2 separate regions of the Mus musculus genome follow, and region 1 is linked to region 2. Evidence: chromatin contacts called from public Hi-C data. All regions are on one chromosome and are shown on one strand. The core of a region is the stretch at or near the end of the contact, and the rest is flanking DNA. Distances in the headings are between cores, read along the strand shown. Region 1 overlaps Vti1a (vesicle transport through interaction with t-SNAREs 1A). Region 2 overlaps Vti1a (vesicle transport through interaction with t-SNAREs 1A).

What was found. Hi-C and Micro-C count contacts between places; a contact is called where the count stands out from the background.
Region 1: a Hi-C map of liver shows a contact between it and region 2, with 5 times the contacts expected there. The contact joins two enhancer-like sites. A contact is called at or near these places in 9 of 39 promoter capture datasets (the 3T3-L1 cell line, the HPC-7 cell line, embryonic stem cells and 4 more) and 4 of 484 Hi-C or Micro-C datasets (the G1E-ER4 cell line, Th1 cells, brown adipocytes and 1 more).

Annotation. Positions count from the first base shown.
Region 1 is chr19:55,479,863-55,483,391 of GRCm38.p6, forward strand. The region is part of intron 5 of Vti1a (vesicle transport through interaction with t-SNAREs 1A); the gene reads left to right. Among named protein-coding and RNA genes, the nearest start is that of Vti1a, 170 kb to the left of the region's middle. Within about 2 kb of position 1,634, at least 21 of the 459 cell types and tissues checked have an H3K27ac peak or open chromatin away from gene starts, as enhancers often do. A contact at or near this core is called in liver, where this site is marked.
Region 2 is chr19:55,341,517-55,345,282 of GRCm38.p6, forward strand. The region is part of intron 3 of Vti1a (vesicle transport through interaction with t-SNAREs 1A); the gene reads left to right. Among named protein-coding and RNA genes, the nearest start is that of Vti1a, 27 kb to the left of the region's middle. Within about 2 kb of position 1,390, at least 18 of the 459 cell types and tissues checked have an H3K27ac peak or open chromatin away from gene starts, as enhancers often do. A contact at or near this core is called in liver, where this site is marked.

The DNA of each region.
Region 1 (3,529 bases), core at 384-2,883, 140 kb after region 2:
GACATGTTATAAGGATGAGAGCTCTCCAGCCTACCCTCCAAATAAATAAAAGTGTTCCGACAGGACCATGGCAATTTGCACTTTTGGGATAGTTGTTCACTGCTTTAAGATCCTGATGAAAGCCCTGTAAGGGGGGGGTGTGGGGGGTGTTCAGATGTGATCTCCTCTGAACCCATACACATAATCAGAGCCGGTCTGCTTATAAAACCATCAACACACTATTCCCTGCTGCACTAGGTGTTCTTTTGAAGTCTCTCCTACCAAGCTCTGACCTCATTTCTCAAGATGTATCCACATTTTCTAAATGGGAAGTTTTGGCAAACAGCAGACAGCCTCCACATGCAAACTGGTTTTGAGTGGTGCTTCCATTTAACACATACGGACATCAGAAAGGTAAAACATTATCTCCACACCATATAGTGTTAAATGGCATTTCATTAATGATATCAGGAGGAAAAATGGGCTTCTTCATTGGTAATAAATAGATTTGTGTATTAACATTTGTGGAATATAGTAGGATCTCATGTGGAAGTACTATACAATATTGACATATTGTCTCTGCATTGAGATTACACATCTGGATTGATTTGGTAATGTGAGAACCCCCAAAACAACATTTCTCCTACACTGGAATGAAACCCAAGAGTAAAATTTTGAGAAATGACAGTCCAACATGAGCATCTCATTCAGTCTCTCATGGAGGGGCGAGGTAATGCCTGAGCTGAGCTACCTCTCTGAGGCCAGGGTTTCTGAAACTTGTTGAAAGGACACCGTTTTCTGTGTTGAGTGGCAGTTCTGGGGCAGAGTATACAACTTTGTGACCAATGACTTCCTTGCTGGGGTTCCGAGAGAAGTTCTGGGATGACATCCAAGAAAGGATCAGCTGTTGTAAAACCATCAAGTTATTTAGAGTAAACAGCACTGAAATTCAGAGAGTGAAGCAAAAGGTTCAAGTTAAACCCATGTCCCACCCTACTAACGAGTCAGCAATAGGCCTGTGTTCATCCCATCTCCCATCGTAGTCAGTTCTCCATTTTAAAGAGTTTTGCTGTTTGATTGTCTGTTTATTGTGAGGACCACAACTCTTGGTATACTAGGAAGCCCTTTTACCTTCATTGTTCATCATTTGAGCCTCCAACTTTATAATACAGTTTTTAAAGACCATAGCATTTTGCTTTCAAAATAAGTTTAGTAGATGATAAAAATAATCATGAAATAGATTTCCCAATTAATAGTTTCTTGGCTTGGGTGAAATGTGTAGAGGGTTCTAGTCTCAGTGTGTGTACTATAACCCTATTGAATTCTTTGTCTAATCATCTACTAAGACTCTGAAGCTTGGGGCTGTATTTGCTGTGTCTGTGAGAAATACTTCACTCTTCTGCACTATCTGAGGTGGCTCTGCTGTTGTTTGTGAAGGCTTCAGTCACCTTCCCTGCACCTGAAAGAGAATGGGATTTGCCAGTGATAAATGGGGAAGTTGACTAGCTAACTAATAAAGATTTGTCTTAATCAAGTATGATTTGTCAGAACAGGAGCGCACTGGGGTCAGGGCGCATGCAATGAATTATACAGCATTCACAGGAGGAAAGGGCCCGGCAAGAGGCCTCATAAATATGCTGCCATTACCCACTGCTAATTCGTATTCAAAGAATGCTGCACACAGCCGGCTCTCAAGGCTTCTGAGCTAGCTGTTCACCAGCTTCCTGAGCTTGTGTGTGTGTGTGTGTGTGTGTGTGTGTGTGTGTGTGGATGTGTGGTGTGTTTTAAAAGGAAGTTTGCCTTCTGTGTTATTTTTGTCTGGGTTCTCAAGGCAAGGCAGCCCCAACACTAAACTGGCACCCATAATTTGAAGTAGGTTATGGTGTTATTTCTTGTATATGATTAATTTAGTGACTGCTGAAGGCTCATCAGCTCCCTGGAAATGGTGGCACTCTGATTGCAAGAGGTGACCTGGGGCACAAGTTATGACCTCTTCCAGTACTGCCTGCATGAATTTAAATATGGCTGCAACCGGAAATGGTATCTGCCTTTACAGGAAGCATGTCTCCTCAGTGAAGAGTTCTTATCTCAAAACAGCTTACTGTTTACTGAAGTTAGGCTTACATTAGATACATAGATGATGTTGCTTATGTTTCTATGAGGCTAACTCTCTAACCTACAGTTCGTGTTATTCTGATGTGTTTACATGGCTAACTGCTTTTGAACAGGGCCTTTTCAGTCCTTGTTTTATAAATGAGTCCTTTGATTTGATGAGGTTATTGTTTCTCTTCTTAGTGTTGAGCAGTTTTAAGTACTGCGGTGAGGCCGGATGAGCTGCTCTATTCATCTGGGGTTCCGGCTCGTCCTGGGCTCCAGAAGGGAGGGAAGATGGGCAGCAGTCACGCCATTTGTCTCCTTGATGCTTAAGTCACCTGTTAGGCAGTTAAGGGATGAAGGGTTAGCTACATACACATATACATACATACATACATACATACATACATACATACATACATGGGAAAGAGAGCACCCAGCATCTTAAACCTGATAGAAAGGAGATGGGCCTCATCTCTCTTTATGGAACAGCCACAGTACTGAGTGACAATCCCAGTTCCTTTGGATGGAACTAAAAGTTTCCACAATAATGATAACAGTAATAGTAATAATAAATAATGATAACTTTTGAAATCAGGAATATGATAGTGCTTTCTCAAGAATGTTCCAGCTTGGCTGTTGAAGTCTTATAGAAGCCATGAACAAAGACTGGCAGCTTTTTAGCAGGGTGGCACTGTTGGGAGGCAGTGGAATCTTTATGAAGTAGGGCCTGCTAGGAGCCTGGGATGGATGTCCCACCCAAGCGGCAAGCAGTTTGCTCCATACCTGTTCCTCACCTGAAGACTCAAGTCCTGAGTCTGGTCACAGTCTGGAAACACCATAAACAGTAAGCTGAACAAACTTTTCCTCTGTGTAAATTAATTATCTCTAGTGTTTGCGTATAGTGACAGAAAATATGGAGGGAACTAGTGGGCTTTGAACAGCAATTTATCTTTTTTCTTCCATGGACCCTCCAGGGGGGGAAAAAAAAAGCTAGTATAAACTCCTGTAATCCTAACATTTGAGCAGAAGGCTATGAATTTGGGGCTAGCCTGGGCTATGTAACTGAACTCTACCTCAACATGAACAAAACATCCGCTGCATCCATCACTGCCTCACACAAGGAAACTTTCTGACCCCAAGGCAGAATCCTGGGTCTTACAATGTAGAAATCAACACAGTGTGTGACATTTACCTCTGAGATCTTGTAGCTTTGTGGGAAACAATTCCACTGTGATGAGGAGTCTTTAATTAAAGATGGACAAAAGAAAAGACAATCCTGTGGCCGAGAAGCAGAGAGTGTTGGAGTGTGTCTGCGCGCGCAGTCAGTGCTTAGAAGAGAGGCTAAAGCCCCTCCCCCCCCCCCCCCCCCCGACTCTGGGAACATTTACACAAGGTGTCAGCAGTAGCCCACTCCAGTCCTCGGATCTCTGTTTTTCCTTTTGTCAGTCTGTGA
Region 2 (3,766 bases), core at 140-2,639:
TCAGAAACTGTCAGAAAGCAAAGCCGGGCTTTCTGACTGAAGTGAAGTGGGAAGTGGCCATAGATGGCAGTGTGGCTCACACTGATGTTAAAATACACCGTGGTGTGGCATTTTCATAGAGAAATTTCCAAGACCAAATCCATCCAAGGATATTCTCTTTGCATTAAAAGTTGACTTTTCTCCCTGAGCAGTTTATAAATATAGCATAGTCAGAAGTGTGCCCTGCATCTCAGAGCATCTTCCTGAGCACAAGGCTGCTAGAAGCTGGCTGCCTGGTGCTCTGGATGGGGTCTTTGGAAACTGGATTTGCTTTTCACACTGTCTCTGCAAAACCTCTTTCCATAGGTAACATCTCAAATTCTGAACTAAAGTGTAGCGTCCTTCTGCATCCTCCTTACCCAGCCAGCAAATCAAGACATTTTGTCTTTTCCAGTTCTGTCATGAATGGGGCCCGGCAACTGTTACAGGCAAGTGGCAAGAGGTGCCAATCATAGGTGGGAGAATTGAGGAACACAGTAGGACTCTGTGCAGGGGCCTTAGAGAAGAGGATAGCGTTCATAGAGTGAGCATGCCATAACCCCAGCCTGGGGTGCCGGTGTGTCGGTGTATGTTTGGCAGCCTGCCTGCTCTTGCTCTAGCTCATGTTTCCTGGGCCTCATGGGATCCATGCAGCTTTAAGAATTTTCTCCAAGTATGGATGGGTGTTGTCATTAGGTACAAATTTGCCTAAAGAATTTTATCAGTTCTCAAAAAAAAAAAAAAAGGTATAAAGACTCAGTCTCCCTCAGCACCACTGTCACGTGCAGATGGACAGTCAGACCTACCTGGTGGGGAAGGCTAGCTCAGCTGTTGGCTTGTACTCTGTCCTGTAAACTGGATATTGAATGCATTCCTGCCTGGGTGCCTAATGCTTTGGTAGGTCTAGGATGGTTCTCTTTCAGGGCAGAAAGAGGCATGATCGATTGATCTCTCTCTCTCTCTCTCTCTCTCTCTCTCTCACCTGTAGTAATAGACATTCTCTTGAGTTTAGCTCCTCAACCTCAGGCCTGTTGAGACTTTGAGTCGACCGTTCTTTCTGGAGGGCGGTGCTGTGCTGTGCCGTGTGCAGTGTTTACCAATACCCAAGTCTCTGCCAGCAGGCAACCTTTGCCTGCAGTTGTGACCAGCAGAAGAAGGACCGTGGATATTCCGGATGTTTCTTAGTGGGCTTTAAAGTATGAAGTCCTCCCTCTCTGTAGCATCTATCTATGACTCTCTTAGAGCCAGGCTATAGAGTTGAAAGATAACCCTTAACCAGCCTGTGTTTATTTCATACAAGCCGTGAGCCACGAGAGGCAGTGTGACACTGTGGACGGACACTGGCGTTCTGGCTGTGAATCAGCTGAGTGCTGCTGGGCACTTCACTGTCCCTCTGTGTCTTCAGCTCAGATGCAGGGCCAATCTCCATGCTCTGTAAGGGCAGCGAGCTCCATGCCTAACAGTGCCGACAGTGGAGTGCTTGGTCTTTCAAGGTTGCTGGTAGTTTTCCTGTAGCTTTGGCACTGCTCTGCATTCGTTTAGATAATTAGTATGCTTTGGAACCTTTGGCTCAACTTAATCTATTAATCTCATATTGATATGTCTCCATTTTCACAATCCCTAGACCATTATTCACCTCCTTTGTGGAGTCGTTTCTAATTCTCTTTCCTGTCATGATAGATTTTCTTAGGTCTTCATTCACCTTGATTCTTATATCTGTAACCTGTGCTAACTCACAGGCCGTTCCTGTGCCAGCCTAGATGGGTCTACCTTTCACTCACTTATGTCTTATTACTCCGAACAGTTTTGGGGTCTTCACAACAAGACTGCGCCTCCTGCTCTGTGTCTTACCGTCACTTAGTAAGCAATGAATAACCAGTGGTGCAGTGTGGGTGGTGCAGCCCGTGATTAACCAGCCAGCCAGTGACAGGTACAAACAAGGGGACGGCTAAGATTTCCAGTCAGGAGATCATATCTAGCTTGAGTTGCCCTTTGAACACGATTTCTATTAAACAGTAGTGGAACAAAACAAGACATTGTGTTACAATGGGTGTTTCCTCCCTACTGATTGCTTTTAAGTTTTTCAGACCAGGGAAATAATATGACGGTCGGAGCTGGAAAGATGATTCAGGAGTTGAGAGCACCTGTTACTCTTGGAGAGGACACAGGTTCGATTCCTAATACCCATGTGGTGGTTCACAGCCACCCACAGCTTCAGTTCCAAGGGATCCAGTGCCCTCTTCTGACCTATGTAGGTACTAAGCATTTTCACACATACGTGCAGGCAAAATATTTACAACATAAATAATACAATTAAGAAATCTAAGAAGCACTTTAAAAAGAATGAAGTTTCTGTAATGCTCCACTGAATCTAAGTTCTTAGAAAAGTCACAGGTAGGAAATAACGTGACATGTTCATTGCCAGAGAAGAGCTGAGAAATACAGCCATGTCAATGACTTTTTGACATTTTCTGAGGTCCTTGTCAACTGTATTAATACTTACAGTGACATATAATTTTCAAAGTTTTATATTAAGACCAAACCAATAAGTTAAACATGCTATATTCCTATCTGATAAAAGGGGCCACTTAGAGTCTTAAACTGTACGGACAGTTTCCTAAGCTCCTTGGTATAAGTGTACAGGTGACAACTTTGGGTATTATTTGTACACTCTTGTAGACAGCACCGACAGCATAACAGCTCTCAGTTTAACCTTTCTGTGCAGAAGACGATGTGAGTTTTGCATTGCAGGTATCTTTAAACTTCATTTCCAAGTTTAATTATTTCTTTTATTTTTAGATTAATTTATTTTTTACACTCCATATTCCATTCCCCACCCCCACATCCACCCCCTGACTGCTCCCCATTCCACACCTCCTCCCAATCCCCACCCCCTGTCTCCATGTGGATGCCCCTATACCCCCCACCCCACCTGACCTCTAAACTCCCTGGGGCCTCCAGTCTCTTGAGGGTTAGGTGCATCATCTCTGAATGAACACAGACCTGGAAGTCCTCTGCTGTATGTGTGTTGGGGGCCTCATATCAGCTGGTGTATGTTGTCTGTTTGGTGGTCCAGTGTTTGAGAGATCTTGGGGGTCCAGATTAATTGAAACTGCTGGTGCCTCCAACAGGATCGCCCTTTCCTCAGGTTCTTTCAGCTTCCCTAATTCAACAGCAGGGGTCAGCTGCTTCTGTCCATTGGGCGTGAATATCTGTATCTGACTCTTTCAGCTGCTTGTTGGGTCTTTCAGGGGGCAGTCATGATAGGTCCCTTTTTGTGAGTGCTCCATAGCCTCAGTAATAGTGTGAGGCCTTGGGACCTTCCCTTGAGCTGGATCCCACTTTGGGTCTGTTGCTGGACGTTCTTTTCCTCAGGCTCCTCTCCATTTCCATCCCTGTAATTCTTTCAGACAGGAACAATTATGTGTCAGAATTGTGACTGTGGGATGGCAACCCCATCCCTCATTTGATGTCCTGTCTTCCTGCTGGAGGCAGGCTCTATAAGTTCCCTCTCTCTACTGTCTGTCATTTCATCTAAGGTCCCTTCGTTTGAGTCCTGAGAGTCTCTCACCTCCCAGGTCTCTGGTGTATTCTGGAGGGTCCCCTAACTTCCTATCTCCCAAGGTTGCCTGCTTCCATTCTTTCTGTTGGCCTTCCCAAGTTTAATTATTTCTTAGTTTGCTATCATCACCGTTTCATCTATGTAAAAGCAGCAATCCAGTAAGAGTCCTACCTGAGAGCCCCCTGT